Linked DNA regions of Anolis sagrei: region 1 is linked to region 2. A link is a contact called in public Hi-C data. All regions are on one chromosome and are shown on one strand. Each heading gives the region's core, a stretch centred on a gene start, on an enhancer-like site or on the middle of the called end of the contact. The rest is flanking DNA. Distances are from core to core; before and after follow the strand shown.

Evidence for each region. A called contact is a pair of places that touch in the nucleus more often than the background predicts.
Region 1: a Hi-C map of mixed tissue shows a contact between it and region 2, with 2.9 times the contacts expected there. The contact joins the promoter of RNF217 here to the promoter of HDDC2 in region 2. A contact is called at or near these places in 2 of 2 Hi-C or Micro-C datasets (both in mixed tissue).

Annotation. Positions count from the first base shown.
Region 1 is chr1:85,813,798-85,816,497 of rAnoSag1.mat, reverse strand. RNF217 (ring finger protein 217) reads left to right here and starts at 1,351. Exons shown (of 7, transcript XM_067466853.1): 1 at 1,351-2,064. The coding sequence starts at 1,492. LOC132760940 (a long non-coding RNA gene) reads right to left here and starts at 2,052. Exons shown (of 3, transcript XR_009629906.2): 1 at 1,968-2,052.
Region 2 is chr1:85,659,106-85,661,805 of rAnoSag1.mat, reverse strand. HDDC2 (HD domain containing 2) reads right to left here and starts at 1,311. Exons shown (of 6, transcript XM_060753287.2): 1 at 1,201-1,311. The coding sequence starts at 1,245.

The sequences.
Region 1 (2,700 bases), core at 102-2,601, 150 kb before region 2:
CTTGGTCTCCCAGAATCCCTAGCTGAGACCTACATTGCCTTGGGTTTCTGGGAGTGCCTTTCCACACAGCCACGTAACCCAGAAGATCAAGGCAGAAAAGTCTACAATATCTGCTTTGAACTGAGTTATATGAATCCACACTGTCATATATCCTGGTTCAAAGCAGTTGTGTGGAAGGGGCCTAAGTCTAGTCATGCCTGGTTCTGTGGGTGGTGCTCATCTCCATTTCTAAGCTGAAGAGCTGGTGTTGTCCGTAGATGCCTCCAAGGTCATGTGGCTGGCATGCCTGCATGGAAGGCCATTACCTTCCCGCTGAAGCGGTACCTATTGAGCAACTCACGTTTGCATGATTTCAAACTGCTAGGTTGGCAGAAACTGGGGCTAACAGCGGGAGCTCCCTGGATTCAAACCACCCACCTTTTGGACAGGAAATTCAACAGCTCTGGAGGCCCCTATATTGCAAAATATCAAGTCAGAAAATCCCACAATATCTGCTTTGTACTGGGTTATCTGAGGGCCCTTCCACATAGCTCTATATCCCAGGATATCAAGACAAAAAAATACCACACTGCTGAATAAAATCTGCATTATCTGCTTTGAACTGGGATATATGGCAGTGTGGCCTCAGATGACCCAATTCGAAGCAGATATTGAGGGATTTCCTACCTTGACATTCTGGGCTATAGGGCTGTGTGGAAGGGCCCTGAGTATACATGGCCATGTATCCCAGTTCAAAGCAGATGAACTGGGATTGTATTCAGCTGTGTGGAAGAGACCCCAAATAAGCCGGTTCAAAGCACATATTGTCTTGATATTTTGGGTGATATGGCTGTGTGAAAGGGCCCCCCAGTTGGCGTCCTCAAAAACCCTTTGGGCCCTTCCCCACAGACCTATATCCCAGAATCTCAAGGCAGAAAATCCCACATTATATGAGTGTGGACTCAGATAACCCAGGTCAATGCAGATGTTGTGGGACGTTCTGCCTTGATCTTCTGGGATATGGGGCTGTGTGGAAGGGCCCTGGGTGACCTGCGTCCACACTCAGAGAAGGTGGGATTTTCTGCCTAGGTATTCCGGGCGATAGGGCTGTGGGGAAGGGCCTTGAGGTGGGCGCCACTGAGCCTTACTGGAGGAAGAGGACGGCCGTGTGTGGCCGAAGGCTAGGGAATCCTGGGAGGCGAAGAGTGCCCGCTCCGGGGATCCCTCCGTCAGCCTGGGGCCAGGCGCTGCAAGCGGTGTCCAAGTGCGGCGTAGACGCGCCCCGAGCCGGACGAGGCGGTCCCTGGCGGGGCGTCGCCGGGTTGGAGGAGGAGGAGGAGGAGGAGGAGGAGGAGGAAGAGGGGAGGGAGGAAGAGGAGGCGGCTTGGGCTTTTCCTGCCGCGGCGCCGGCTGCTGCGTCGTTGGCTGGCTGGCTGCTCTCGGAGGGAGGAGGATCCTCCTCTCGGGGAGGCGGCGGAGGCGGCGGCGGCTGGATGGGCTGCATCGGCGGCCATGGGGGAGCAGCTCAGCACGGCCAGCAGCCCTCCGGAGCCCCCTCTCCCTCCGGCCGAGGGACCCCAGCCTCCGCCGAGGAGCGCCTCCGCTGAGTCCTCCGCCGCCGCCGCCGCCGCCGAAGAGGCGCCCCCTTTGGCGGCGGAAGGGGCCAACAGCAACAGCAACAGCACCCGCCGCAGCAGCAGCAGCAGCACCCGCCGCCTCCCGGCTCGCAGGCCCGGCGTCTACTGCACCGTCTACTGCGTGGAGGGCGAGCTTCAGCCCGGCGGAGGAGGAGGAGGAGAGGCGTCGGCCGAGCAGCCCTCCCCGCCTGCCTCCGCCTCGCCGCCTCCGCCAAGCCATGGCGGCCCCGGAGAGAACAACAACAGCAGCAGCAGCAGCAGCGGGGGGCTGGAGGTGGTGGACCTCTACCTGCTCCCGGAGCCCTTCTCGGGGCTGCTCGCGGCGGACTTCGGCCCCCTCCTGGTCCTCACCTGCCGCGTCTGCCTGGAGGAGAAGCCCCTCAAGCCGCTGCCCTGCTGCAAGAAGCCCGTCTGCGAGGAGTGCCTCAAGCGCTACCTCAGCTCCCAGGTCAGGCTCCCTCCCTCCCTCTCTCCCTCTCTCTAGGGCACGGGGCGCACTTGCATAGTACCTTGGCGCCTCTGCAAACTACAATCCCCCAGAATCCCACCGGCATTCAAAGTCTGGAGCCGCCCTGGGCCAGGTTCGGCCCTCCTCCAAGGGTTTAGGACTTCTTCTCCCACAATTGAACAGCCGGTGACGGTAGGCTGTTAGGACTGGTGGGAGTTGAAGTCCGAAACACCTGGAGGAGGGCCGAAGTTGGCCCAGGCCTGGTCTGTAGCCTCCTCTACAATCTCCAGGTTCCCATCGTATTCTGCCCTCCTGGTAGTTCAAGGGATGCCAAACTGCATCCCTTCTACAGTATAGATCAGGCCTGGGCAAACATGGGCCCTCCCTCAAGGTGTTTTGGACTCCAACTCCCACCATTCCTAAAAGCCTCAGGTCCCTTTTTTCCCCTTAGCCACTTAAGCGGGAAAGGGGGAAAGGAAAGGACCATGCATGGGCACATTGGTCCCTCCAGGTGTTTTGGACTGCAATACCCACCATTCCCAACAGCCTCAGGACCCTTCCTTTTCCCCCTTAGCCGCTTAAGTCAGAAAGGAAAAAGGAAGGGATCAGGCTTGGGCAAACATATGCCCTCTGGGA
Region 2 (2,700 bases), core at 62-2,561:
ACAATATTCCTGATCTCACTATCGTGTTAAAAAAACAAAGTATGGATTGTCGATGTTGCAATCCCAGGTACAGCAGGATTGAAGAGCAACAACTGGAAAAGATGACATGATATGAGTATTTAAAGATCAAACTGCAAAGACTCTGGCACAAGCCAGTAAAGGTGGTCCCAGTGGTGATTAGCACTCTGTGTGCAGTAACTAAAGACCTTGGCCTGCACTAAAACACAATCAGCGCTGACAAAATTACCATCTACCAGCTGCAGAAGGCCACCATACTGGGATCTGCACGCATTATTCACCGATACACTTGGGAAGTGTCCGACGTGTGATCCAATACAACAGCCAGCAGAGTGTCTGCTGTGGACTCATCTTGTTGTGTTTCAAATAATAATAATAATAATAATAATAATAATGGAAAAGCTGACACAATATGAAGATTTAAAGATCGAACTGCAAAGACTCTGGCACGAGCCAGAAAAGGTGGTCCCAGTGGTGATTGGCACACTGGGTGCAGTGCCGAAAGACCTTGGCCTGCACTTAAACACAATCGGCGCTGACAAAATCATCATCTGTAAGCGGCAAAAGGCCACCCTACTGGTATCTACACACATTATTCGCTGATACATTACACAGTCCTAGACACTTGGGAAGTGTGACTGAATACAAAAGCCAGCATAATGATCTTATTTGCTGTGTACTAATCTTGTCGTGTTGCAAATAGTAATAACAATCTGAATTCAATTCTGCTTTCATGCATTTCATATTAAGAGTTCAATTCTCAGAATTCCTGACAGTTGGCCAACCTGGTTGGGGCTTCTGAGTGTTGAAGTCCCAAGCAAATGGTTAGGAACTACTGCTGTACACTGGCCTTCTAGGGATGGTTTCTGGACTACCGCTCCCAGAATCCCTAAGCATTGGCCGAAGCAGCTGAGGCTTCTGGGAGCTGAAGTCCAAAACACCTACTGAAGCAGTAGTTAATTCTCGCTGCCTTGCAATACAGCGCCCCCTAGAGCCTTGACTGGAATCGCAGTCCTGCCTAACTATCTCGTCTACCAGGGAATACAACTGGGAAAGACCATTCTGAAATGAGGAGGGGGAACCTGTGGATATCTCCCATTGGAAGCCAATGATGTCCAGCCGTAACAATTCCCCAATCCCCCCCATTTCTGCTCCTTAAGCAAAGCGTCCTCGGCTGCTCACCTTCAGCTGCCCCACCAGCCTCAGAAACTGCAGCAAGCTCCCCATGACTACCGAGGCGAGAGCAGCCAACACAGGAGGAAGAGAGAGAGCCAAGCATCCGGGTCTCTGCGCTCTTCGGCTCCTCATTGGCTCTGTGGATCTGACGTCACCTTTTGCACCACCCCTCCTCCCTCCTTGCCTCCCCCCCCCTTTGCAAATAGAAGGCCATTCAAAACTGGACCATTCAAAGCTATGGAGCAGAACAGACAATTGTGCATCTGTATGCTTGTCCACTATGCCCTGCCTCATGTACAGAGGAAGAGTTGTTGGAGGCTACAGACAATCATAGAATCAAAGAGTTGGAAGAGACCTCATGGGCCATCCAGTCCAACCCCCTGCCAAGAAGCAGGAATGCCATTGCTGTTGCCCGTTTTTGGTCAAAAGATATTTAGCCACCTGCGCTCCTTCTATTTTCATCGGTTTTATACTAATTTATGCACTGCTTTTGATACAAAATAAATAAAAGCTGAGCAGAGCAAGTGAGGAAGGGATGATGGGAGTTGCAGTCACGATTTTGAAAAATTACAGATTTTTAAGATATAAAATAATGAAGAGACAAAAGAGATATAAGAACTGATAGAGAAATTAAGACATATGCCCCAATGGGTAGCATTGCTATAGAAAGGCTCCTGGAACTCTCTGGCTTTCTCTGCCAAAAAGTGTTGGTGCCTTGACAAACTACAAATCCCAGGACTCCCTAGCACTGAGCCAGGCAGTCAAAGTGATGCCAAACTGCATTAATTCTGCAGTTTAGATAGCACCCAAAGCTTCAAAGGGTAGGGGATACAGGGAAGAAGGGGTTCAGAAAGCATAGAAAACTGGTTTATATTTATTTGTTGTTTATTTGTTCAGTTGGTTCCGATTCTTCATGACCTCATGGACCAGTCCACGCCAGAGTTCCCTGTCGGCCGTGGCCACCCCCAGCTCCTTCAAGGTCAATCCAGTCACTCCAAGGATGCCATCCATCCATCTTGCCCTTGGTCGGCCCTTCTTCCTTTTTCCTTCCATTTTCCCCATCATCATTCTTTTCTCTAAGCTTTCCTGTCTTCTCATGATGTGGCCAAAATACTTTATCTTTGCCTCTAATATCCTTCCCTCCAATGAGCAGCCGGGCTTTATTTCCTGAAGTATGGACTGGTTGGATCCTCTTGCGGTCCAAGAAGCACCACAGTTCCTCCAGCACCACAGTTCAAAAGCATCTATCTTCCTTCGCTCAGCCTTGCCTATGGTCCAGCTCTCACATCCATAGGTTACTACGGGGAATACCATTGCATTAACTATGTGGATCTTCGTTGTCAGTGTGATGTCTCTACTCTTCACTATTTTATCAAGATTGGTCATTGCTCTCCTCCCAAGAAGTAAATGTCTTCTGATTTCCTGGCTGCAACCTGCATCTGCAATACTCTTTGCACCTAGAAATACAAAGTCTGTCACTGCCTCCACATTTTCTCCCTCTATTTG